3 separate regions of the Sus scrofa genome follow, and regions 2 and 3 are each linked to region 1. Evidence: chromatin contacts called from public Hi-C and promoter capture Hi-C data. All regions are on one chromosome and are shown on one strand. Each heading gives the region's core, a stretch centred on a gene start, on an enhancer-like site or on the middle of the called end of the contact. The rest is flanking DNA. Distances are from core to core; before and after follow the strand shown. Region 1 holds the start of ABRAXAS2 (BRISC complex subunit Abro1). Region 2 holds the start of BCCIP (BRCA2 and CDKN1A-interacting protein). Region 3 holds the start of EDRF1 (erythroid differentiation-related factor 1).

Region 1 (3,436 bases), core at 296-2,795:
TCATGACAAAACTTAAATCATGTTGCTTCTTGGTCAAATCCCAAATCTTCCGATGACCCAGCTCTTTCACGTCCTGCTTCTGTCCCCTTGTTCACCCTGTTCCAGCTACACTTGTGTTCTTTCTGCTTCCCAGATATTCCTGTCTCATTCTACCTCAGGGGCTTTGCACTCACTGTTGTCTTTGCCTGGAATGCTCTTCTCCCAGAAAGCTGCAATGTTTGTGCCATGATCTCTGCTCTAGATTTGGTGACGTGGGACCCAGACAGCCCCGTACGGGACTGATTGAGTTATTATCCCAGCTGTTGGGGCGTTTGGAATTACCTTTAGAGGAAGAGTCTCATCACCCAAGATCAATTCTCCTGTTCTGAGCAAACAGGCATTCAATGCCTGGTCAATGCCGACGAATAAAGACCCAGCTCCTTCAATCAAACTTCAAAATTCCAAAGGATCACTCTGGCTTCCCAGGGCTCTGTCAGGGGAGAGGGTGTTAGCTGAGGCTCTGTTGTAACCATACCCCAGTCTAAGTACTTCCTCTGTCTAACCCTGCTTCTCTCCCTTCCCCAGTAGGTGGGGATCTTGAGAGCACACCCTAATAAACTTCCTCCTGCTTGGTCTTACACTCTGCTCCCCAGGAACACAACCTGTGACAAACTCTTTTAGGTTTTCACTCCATGCTACCTTTTCAGAGGATGCTTCCATTATGACCCTAACTGGGATTGCCTGGAACTTGACTGTCATTTTGCCAATTGGGAAGCGGCTGAGAACTCCCAAAAGCACAGTTTCAGAGAAGTTGTAGGTGCGCAGGGTTCCGGGCTGCAGGGATTGGTGGAGTGAGAGGGAGACAGGCAACCCAGTGTACTCTCAGTGCTTCCCCCTTGACTCATGTAATGGGCACCGAGTGGGAGGGACCGTGTTCCTTGGCACATTCCAGCTTCTCCCTGGTGATGGGCAGCTCTGCTGGGATAGAGTTTCTCCACCCCAACCAAGAATCTGTTGCCCTGGGAGATCAGAGATGGTGCCCCACACAACCTTCAGGACTAAACAGCCAGAGGAATCCTGGAGCCAGAGAAGGAATTCTGTATAAACTGTGGTTTTTTTCCAGGGCTCCATACCAACAACTGTTTATAGCGTTTATCACACACAGCAAAAACATCTTAAGTGTTGGCAAGACATCAGATTGAAGACAGCCTTATCTTTCATGGGTGCTTCTTCATTAGAACCTAACACTTTTGTAAGACGCACTCAGTCACATTCCAGCCTATTCTCTCTAGCAGCGCGTCTAGGAAAGATCACAACAACCATTCACTCAGGGCAGCACTAATTGACTGTGGCATCGGGTGGTTTTATTTCTCTGTAATAAGGTTACTTACGCACTTTCTCGAGTTCTTTAATCACTACACACATAGGCTCCCATCTGTCTTTTACCATATTCTATCATCAGCGGTTGCCTGAAGATCTTGGAACGTCTTGCATCAGAGGAGATGCACATGCAGTCCGAATCGGGATTCCATGAGCTGGAAAGGCAACTGTTGATGCCGCTTACCTCCAGGGACTTGTTACTGGGCTTCTCTCTGCTATGTCAACAGAAACGTGGCCTAGGAAACATGGTTTTGGTTGGAAGGCAGCCTAGTTAGGGCCCTTTGAGAGTCTTGCCTAGGACTTTGGACTACCAGTATGTCTTTGCTGCTACAGAAGTTCCCCTCAGACCTTTGGCCCCTAAGACCCCTGGGATTATGCTACCGAACTTCCAGTATCAGTCCCACCAAAAAGCAGATACCTCTCAGGTTCACTGGTGGGAAGCAGTCACCAGTGCAGGGGCAGCAAGGTGCAGGTGAAGAAATCGAGGCACACAGAAGTGAGGCCTAAGCCTCTTGGATAGGGCTGGATGCCTGGTTAGGGGCAGAGCTGAGACAGGCATCTTGACTCTCCGAGTTCTTTCTTCACTAAGCACTCTGAAACCCATGACTGGCCTACTTATGCGAGGCGGGAGTGGGGCGGGTGTCTAGAGCATTCATTTCACCAGGCATAAATTCCCTTGTCCACGAGTGACGTCAAGTCAGAAGAGGCCAGAGTGCTGTTTTCGAGGCAGGATGCCAGCCGCAAATGGAATTAGCCTTTGACCGGAAAGCCAAATAATGCGACGGACTGTCCCACCCACTCTTCAGATTTGCCCACGACGTGGAGAGAGGAGGTGATCTGCACCTTTGGGGGGAGCAGTGTCGGATTATATTCGGTATGGCTCCCCCACCGCCAGCTTTTCTCCAAAACGCAATGCTTGGAGTGGCCCCTTACAAACAACACCCCCCCCCGGGGGCGCCCCAAATACGGTAGCGTTTAGGCGGGCACCTCAAGGAACGGGGTGCACCTGACGCCGGCTGGAGTGAGAGTGGGGACCAAGGCGAGGCCCCGCCCCGCCCACGCCTGGGCTTGGGACCGGGCGCTCTAGACCCCGGCGGCGCTGGGAAAGGCGCGGAAGGACGGCCGACCCCCGCGGGGGCCGGGAGCAGTAGAGAGCGCGGCCTCCCGCCTCCTAGAGGCGCCAGCCCGCCCGTCCGCTCTGCCCGCGCCTCGTCTCTATGGCGGTCCCAACGGCCGTCCGGGGCGCCGAGCGCAATGAGCGAGGGCGCGGACGGCGGCGGCGATGGGGCATCAGCGCGGTCCCCGGGGGGCAGTCCCGGAGGGGATGGCTTTGCCCCGTCGGCGCTGGGGACCCGAGAGCAGTGAGTGTGGCGCAGGGCCGGGGAGGGTGAGCGGCGCTGTCTGGATGGGGCCGCGGAGGACGGGGCGAGCCCGGGGGGCGTGGCGAGAGGAGCCCAAAGGGCCGCCCTGGGCGAGGGCCCGGGATGGCAGGGCTGGGCTCCCGAGGGGCCGCGCTGGGTGGGTCAGGAAGCACCTCGGGAGCTGACGTCTGCGGGCTTCGTGGGCTGCCGTATGGACTCTGAGCTCCTGGGGAGGCTTTTTAGGGGTCTTGGGTCTTCGGGCCCAGCCTGGGGAAAGGGAGAGGGAGCCGGCCTGGCGATTCGGGCTGGTGGGCGGTGGTTGGAGACCGGGGGAGAACTGCGCAGCCAAGGGGGCTGAAAAGGTTAAGGGGACGAGGGCAGGGACACGGAGGCTGGAAGAGTGGGGAGTGGGGGGATGGCCTGAGGAAGGAGAGAGGACAGTGGGCATATCTCGGGCTGGGAGAAAGTGACCTGACCCAAGACGGACGCTCAGTAAGTATTTAATGGGTTAGTAGACGGGTGAATGCATGACGGTGGGAAAAGGCAATGGTGAGAGGTAACTTGGGGGGGGTTCTAGAGAGATGAAGTAGGACGAGAAGCCCGTTGGAGGGAAAAAAGTAAAGTCTTATTTCAAAGGAGTAAGAGTACGTCTTCAGCTCAGGTTGAAGGTTAAGTTTTAAGTTTATCTTTGGTGAATTTCTTTGTAACCACCTAAT
Region 2 (3,436 bases), core at 395-2,894, 980 kb before region 1:
TGAGAACAGACCTACCCTTTAAATAGATGTCTCTGCTGCAGGGGAACAAGAATGGAAACGAGGCATGTGCTAGTTAGTTACTAGAGAAGTCCAGATGGTGGACGTGTGGACTGTGACTGCTGCTGGACCACTGATGAGAAACGTCGGGACACGGAAGGTAAAGCTAAAATGAAGGGAGTCACCGATGTGGGACGAGGAAAGGAAAGGAATGAAAGCTTCAGGTTTTGGATTTGAGCAACTGCTGAACTTGGGGATTTATGTAAGTAGAGAGGTTAGAGGGTCCCCAGAGAAGGAGAACCAAGCATGACATGAGAGAAGCCATTTTGGCTTAAGCCATTTTGTGACAAAGCCAGGCCACAATGCCTGCCCTAACAGGTCTCAGTAACTCATGATCCTAGGGGAATAGAATGCAGGAAGAAAGAAAAGGCAGCCAGAGACTAGTGCAGGGATAAAGGAGAGTCCCAGTTCCTCCTCAAGGGATCTACACAGCAATACCTTTGAGCTCTGCAGGAACTAAGCCGCCTCCCCCCCACCCCCAGGATGGAAAGGTGAGGTTGACCCTCCAGACTTCAGCAAAGACGTGGACTTTCTTGACTTTTGCCCCGATTCTATGCATTATTCTCCTCTGTGCAAGCTCCTTCATGAATATGCATGTACCCTTAACTTAAAACTTTCCAATTTTGCAGTCCCAGAAGACACAGCTTTAAGGAAGATCCCCAAGTTCTCCTCATTTGATGCAAATACTAATAAATCCTTCCTTCTCCCCATTTTTGGCTTGGTTGTGTCTACTGGTCCCACACCTACCAAAAGGCGAACCTAGTTTTCTAACATTTACAGACATGGCAATGATTAAGAGCAGGGGCATAAGTTTCAAATTCTGCCTTGGACATGTGATGTCTGCAGTACTGTTAGACATCCTGTGGTCGTCAAGATCATTCAGTCCTAGTTATTCATTAAACAAATATCGGGGGGTCTATGGCAGCTCCCAGTTCTATGAGAATGGATCCCCAGGACTTGGCTTGAGGGGCAGAAATGACAGCTTAGGCAGCGCGTGGAGGAGCAGGAGACGTGCCTTCGAGAAACGGACCGAAGGCCGTGGTGAGGGAGGCAGGCACCGGGGAACCAGGCTGAGTGGCTGCGGGGAGGTCAGAGGGTGGGCCCGGGGCCCTGAGCGACCCCAGAGGATTCGGGATGTTAGTGTGAAACCAACGAAAGCCAGCGGGGAGGATGGTGTCGCGGCGGTAGGAGGGACCGCGCTGGCCGGAGCAGGACCCACACTGCGGCTAGAGCGTGGGGAAGAACGAAGCGAGAACTTTTTCCCACCCGCAGCCTCTGCTTAAGGACCCTCAGGTGCGGGGCAGCTGCTACTTGAAGCAGCGCAGACATTCACACGGCTTCGGCTGCCGAAAGGTTTTTTCCCAGATGTAAGCCAGACGGGGCCGCGTATGCGTCTCACCTCATTGATGATCTCGTCCTCTTCATCCTCGCCTTCGTCACTGTCTTCATCGTCTTCATCCTCCCCTCGACTTCATCCTCCTCCTCCTCCTCATCGCGCGGAGCAGGAGACCCATTGCCCACGGCGCGCCGCTTGGGCCTGGACGCCATGTTGCCGGCCTCCCTGCGCCTGCGCCCCTTCCGCGCGCCCGCCCTTCCGGACCCACCCACACAAGCCGAGGGGGTGGGAGATCACGAAGAACCTCGGCGCTGAGGCGGTGTCAATCCCCCTGCCCTGGTAGCTTGCACAGCCCTGAAACCTTAGAGTCAGGTCCAACTCAGGGCCCTGTCTTGGCCTTTTCGTCTTCCTTCCATCCAGCCTCACGCCTTTCCACGACTCCCTCTCCCTTTCCCGCAGTGGTTCGACCCATCTCCGCTCGGGCTCCCGGGCTTACGTGTTGGTGCGCATGCGCGAGCTTCAGCTGAGCGGTGCGCCGGCTCCGCGACCCCTGGAGCTGGCGCTGGCGCTGGTGCTGGGGGCCCGGCGTGGGCCGTCGCCATGGCAGCGGAAGCCACGTGGTGAAGGGGCCGACCCCCGGACTGGTCTGTCCGGCGGGCTCGCTGCCTGCGGGCGGGAACCCTGAGATTCTGCCCCCGACTGGATGCCTGCCGAGTGCTTCACTTGCCCGGCGAGGTAGGTGTCGCTGCGCACGGTACCAACGAGGACGGAGTCCCTGGGACACGCGGGGGCCCGCCTGCTGCGCTAGCCTGTGCGTGACAGGTCGGGCTGGAACCCCGAGGCCGCTGCTGGCCTGGGTGCTGGGTGCTGTCCAGGGACAGTAGTCGGCCCCGAATGGAAGGTCGCCTGATGCGCGCAGATGCCCCCAAGCCTGGCTCAAGCAAGGCCCTACGGGGATCCCCCCACACGTAGTCGTTGGCACAACCTTGGAATGAATCCCACCCTAATGCCTGTTGCCAGCCCACCCTCCTTAAGCGCATTTCTTGACCTGGAAGTTTTTTTAAAATTGGTGATCAACATTAAATGCTCAAGGGCCAGTGGGAATATCCACATTACAGATCTGAGCCTATAGTAAAGGAAGAGAGTGGATGGGGAGTCTGGCAAACGAGGGGGTGTGCTCCTGGCAGCTGATCCCTGGTGGTCAAGTGGAAATGCTGCCTAGTGTTGTCAGTTCTTACATTTCAAGAGAACCTGGAGTTCTGGATTTTTAGGGGGAAAAAAAGTAACTTGAATTGTAAAACTTGTGCCAAATAAAATTCATCTACAGGTCAGGTTTATACAGCAGCCTGTTGTAAAGAATTTTATTTGGGGAGTTCCTGTGGAAGCTCAGTGGTTAACGAATACGACTGGGAACCATGAGGCTGCGGGTTCGATCCCTGGCCTTGCTCAGTGGGTTAAGGATCCAGTATTGCTGTGAGCTGTGGTGTAGGTTGCAGACACGGCTCAGATCCTGCGTTGCTGTGGCTCAGGCGTAGGCTGGCAGCTACAGCTCTGATTGGACCCCTAGCCTGGGAACCTCCATATGCCGCCGGAGCAGCCCAAGAAATGGCAAAAAGACAAAAAAATATATATTTTTTTATTTGGAAAGAAAGTCACTCATTAGAGAAGTCATCCACTTTCTGGGAGTAAGCTCTATAGCTTTCCTTTTTTTCTCTCTGTCAGATGAGGAAAGTAGGTTGAATGAGTGTGATTCCAGATGGAGTGAGCTGTCCCTAAACTGAGATTGGACGTTGCTGGAGCCGTTTAAGCAGAAGCATGATCACTTCTCTCAGTGATACTTCAGCAGCAAGAAATGGAATCAGAATACCTTAAGGGTTCCCAGAGGCCCTGTGATTGTGTTCTAAGAGTTGTCTATGAGTTCCTGTCTACTAAGTCACAACATGAATTATAACGTGTAAACATTAGGGCTTCGCATATGATGGCGTGGCTTAAAATGGCCTCTCTGGGTCCCACAACTATGTAAAAATGTCTTTCAATCATGTA
Region 3 (3,436 bases), core at 430-2,929, 890 kb before region 1:
CTGTTATGGGGGGGAGGACTTTCAAAGTCAAACATGATCTTTTTCTAAAGCTAAATCTTGGCCAGTTGATGGGCATTACGAATTAAACTGCAGAGCAGGTATAAAGAGTTTTAAGGGGGAGGTTTGAGGGACAGGTGAAAATGCCATCAGTTAATATTTACCTTGAAAATGGCTTGCTTTTCTTACTATTGCCAAGAATGGTAGTTCCTGCCGGTCCGAGTTTGGCACTCTCTCGGAGCCAGTTGGCAGGTGGGAGTTTCAAGTCTGTCTTCTCTTCCAGGCGCGCAAATGCCGTCCGAGGCGGGGCAGAGGAGTACTTCACCACTGCTCGGCTCTTCACTTCATTGCCGCCGAGAAATAAAGCTGATCCCTGATTAACATATGACGTGGAACTTGAATCAACACCACTAAGAATGAAAACCCCATCTTTATAAAAAGAAAACCAGACACCACATCAGGCTGCTAAGAACACAGGCCACTACCACGAAGAGCACTTAATAAACGTGAGCATAAACTGTACAGTTTGCTTTGCTCTTCTTCACATCATTTCAAAAAAGATGAGCCAAGGAGTGTGATGACTATGGTTACAATCTAGCAAAAGCAGGCCAACCAACCTCACTTTATTTTCTAAATGATTGTTATTTTTTCCATTATAGCTGGTTTGCAGTATTCTGTCAATTTCCTACTGCACGGCAAGGTGACCCAGGCACACATACATGTATACATTTTCTCACACTAACTTTTAAAACTGATTCATAGAAAGTGTAGAGACAGAAACCAAGGAGTCAATAGTAGCATGTTAACAAAATGCCACATTTATTCAACATGCATTTTAATTTCAATAACATACATCATTTGGAAAGTAGCTTGCAGTAAGATACCTGGGCCTTTTCTGTTTCTAAGTAAGAGTTTAATACCTGATGAGTTTATTGCACAAATACTCTGAACGTCTAACTTCATAGCAAATCACTGGGGAAACGACACAGATTTCACTTGCACACCCCCAAGAAAGCTCAGGGTCTGAGATATCTCTTCCAACCTTCTTTCACGCTGTCCCTTTGTGGCCTGGCCAACACTCCGCACACTTCAAACACTGGCTCAGTCTCGGTCAGCGCGCTCCCTTCTCCCTCCAGCTTGCAAGTCTGCCAATTTTGGAACCACATATTTACATACGCGCTCCCTGACAGCAGAGATCGCGTCTAACTCACCCGTCGGTTACCACCGAGTGAGAAGCCAGGACTGCTTCTGACACGAATGACTTGCAAGTAAATGCCTCAATAATTGTCGACAAGCACTCGGACTTCCACTCCGTTTTGGGGGCCGTCCGGGAGGGGTGGAAAAGGCTCCAGGAGCCGCTGGGAACCGTGACATCCCTCCCCGGCCGAGCGGCCCGCAGCCCCCGAGCCCTGCAGGTCCCGCCCCGCCCCGCGGCAGACTCACCTGTGCAGAAGGTTCCTCCGTCTCTCCTTGGGACAGGAGGCTGAGCCCGTCCCGAGCAGTGGCCCCAATCGGCGGAGCCTCAGCCACGGCCTCCTTAGAGTCCCCCATCACCTCCGTCCGGGGCAGGCGAGGCAAAGCTCAAGCCGAGAAGCCCCAGCACGTTCCGCGGCCCGGCGGCGCGGCAGCACCGTAAAGCAAGCGCCGGAGACACCCTGCACTTCCGGCCTCTGACAGGAAGAGGTGGTGCTGACGTATTCAAATCTCGCGATCTTTGTGCCTGAGGCCCGGCCCGGCCTCCCCCGACAGAGCCCACCTTCGCGGCGGGCGCGGGAACTGTAGTGCGCCTGCGTCTGTCAGAGTGTTCGGGGAACTGCCTCCCGCGTGATCTGACTCTCAGGCTCCACCCCTTGCACGCGGGTCTTTGTTGGCAAACAGTTCTGCGGGCCTGGGCGCGAGGCCGCGGCAGTGCCGCGGAGGTTCTCCCTGTGTCGGCGGGGGAAAAGCCCCCGTAGGTGTAACCCGCGGCTCCCGTTTTTTAAAGTAGTGAAGTCCTAGCGCTCGTCCCTCCAGCTTTCAGCGTCCCCTTCGTTTACAGACGGGCTCACAGGCCCAGGAAGGGAAGACAGGCCCAGGTGATGGCGGTCGAGACTCCAGCTCACCCGGACTCGGAGTCCTGTCCGCGCATCACAATGCGTGCGGGGGGCCGGGGCTCCGTGGAGAGGACGGCGCCGAGGAGGCCCGCCGCCTTTGCTGAAGGGCTGGACTTCAGAGGGGGTGGCACCACCGAAGGTGCGATTTGCCGCTTAGTGACTCGCGGAGCGTCAACGGAAGTGCTCCCGCCGTTTGTCAGGCCCCCAGGGAACTAGCAAAAGGCATTCATTCCATTGATCCAGGGATTTCTCCAGCCTTAAAGTGCTGGGGAAAAGGCTGGGGATCCAGGTGACCTGAAGATTCTGTTTCAGTTAGTCTGGGAGGGGCCTGAGATTCCTAGATTCCCTAGGATATGATGCCAGTGTTTTGAGTAGCGAAGAGGTAGAAAAACAGCCAAGGACGGCTTAAAGCTTTGAAGGTACTAGGCGCTCTTATTCTCCGAGCTCACAGCCAAGATCAGGTCAAGCGTAGTTAAATGCCATCACATCCATTATAAAAATGCCTGTTTTGTTTTGCTGTAAAATATTGAGGATTTTTTAAAATTAATTTTGCCTTTGCAGTTATTTGACTATCTCGGTTTGTAATAGACATTAGGCTTTGATAACTACTAATTATATTCATATTTGGAAGTGCTTGTGACAGCAGACTCAAATTGTTTTCAAATGTAACAAAACATTTTTACAAACTGCATTTACCAACAATTTAATAGCACGTCTTGTAGACACGTGTTCGTTTTGGTATTTACATTATTTTGTATTTTTGAAGTCAGTACTTTTTTTTTGCAAGCAACACGTTATTTTACATTATAGCAAAAAGTTGAACACAGATATCTAACGTTGGGATATTTGGATATCAGGATATCTAATTAGGATGTACGGTTATGTCTATTTTGAGTACTTAGTACCATTAACTTGTGCATTAACTTGTTTTTCAAGATTATTCAAGAACATTTAATTTGTACCCTTTGGGGAGTGCCTGCTGTGGCTCAGCGGTAAGGAACTCCACTAGTATCCATAAGGAGGCAGGTTCAATCTCTGGCCCCGCTCAGTGGGTTAAGGATCCAGCGTTGCTATGAGCTGTGGTGTAGGTTGCAGACCTGGCTGGGATCTGGCATTGCTGTGGCTGTAGAACTTTCGTAGGAACTCTTTTGTCTTTTTAGGTGCAGTCCTAAAGAAACAAAAAACTCACAAAAATTGTACCTGTACTGTAAAATGTGTATTAAATGTACCTGTAGTATAAAATTTTGCATGATGTTAGGTGATTAAAAAAAATTCAGGAGTTCCCGTCGTGGCGCAGTGGTTGACGAATCCGACTAGGAACCATGAGGTTTCGGGTTCGGTCCCTG

The links. Promoter capture Hi-C pulls out the DNA fragments that hold promoters and counts their contacts. Hi-C and Micro-C count contacts between places; a contact is called where the count stands out from the background.
Region 2: a Hi-C map of liver shows a contact between it and region 1, with 8 times the contacts expected there. The contact joins the promoter of BCCIP here to the promoter of ABRAXAS2 in region 1. A contact is called at or near these places in 1 of 5 promoter capture datasets (liver) and 1 of 47 Hi-C or Micro-C datasets (liver).
Region 3: a contact with region 1 is called in a promoter capture Hi-C map of liver, with 4 times the contacts expected there. The contact joins the promoter of EDRF1 here to the promoter of ABRAXAS2 in region 1. A contact is called at or near these places in 2 of 5 promoter capture datasets (fetal skeletal muscle and liver) and 1 of 47 Hi-C or Micro-C datasets (heart right ventricle).

The regions. Positions count from the first base shown.
Region 1 is chr14:134,153,790-134,157,225 of Sscrofa11.1, reverse strand. It overlaps ABRAXAS2 (BRISC complex subunit Abro1), which reads right to left and starts at 1,545. Exons shown (of 11, transcript XM_021073619.1): 1 at 1,371-1,545; 2 at 1-469. EEF1AKMT2 (protein-lysine N-methyltransferase METTL10) reads left to right here and starts at 2,560. Exons shown (of 7, transcript XM_013983843.2): 1 at 2,560-2,720. The coding sequence starts at 2,614.
Region 2 is chr14:135,129,536-135,132,971 of Sscrofa11.1, reverse strand. It overlaps BCCIP (BRCA2 and CDKN1A-interacting protein), which reads right to left and starts at 1,644. Exons shown (of 8, transcript XM_001926083.6): 1 at 1,524-1,644; 2 at 1,457-1,521. The coding sequence starts at 1,605. It overlaps UROS (uroporphyrinogen III synthase), which reads left to right and starts at 1,903. Exons shown (of 10, transcript NM_001244365.1): 1 at 1,903-2,128. The coding sequence starts at 2,097.
Region 3 is chr14:135,040,325-135,043,760 of Sscrofa11.1, reverse strand. EDRF1 (erythroid differentiation-related factor 1) reads right to left here and starts at 1,679. Exons shown (of 25, transcript XM_005671561.3): 1 at 1,441-1,679; 2 at 162-370. The coding sequence starts at 1,548.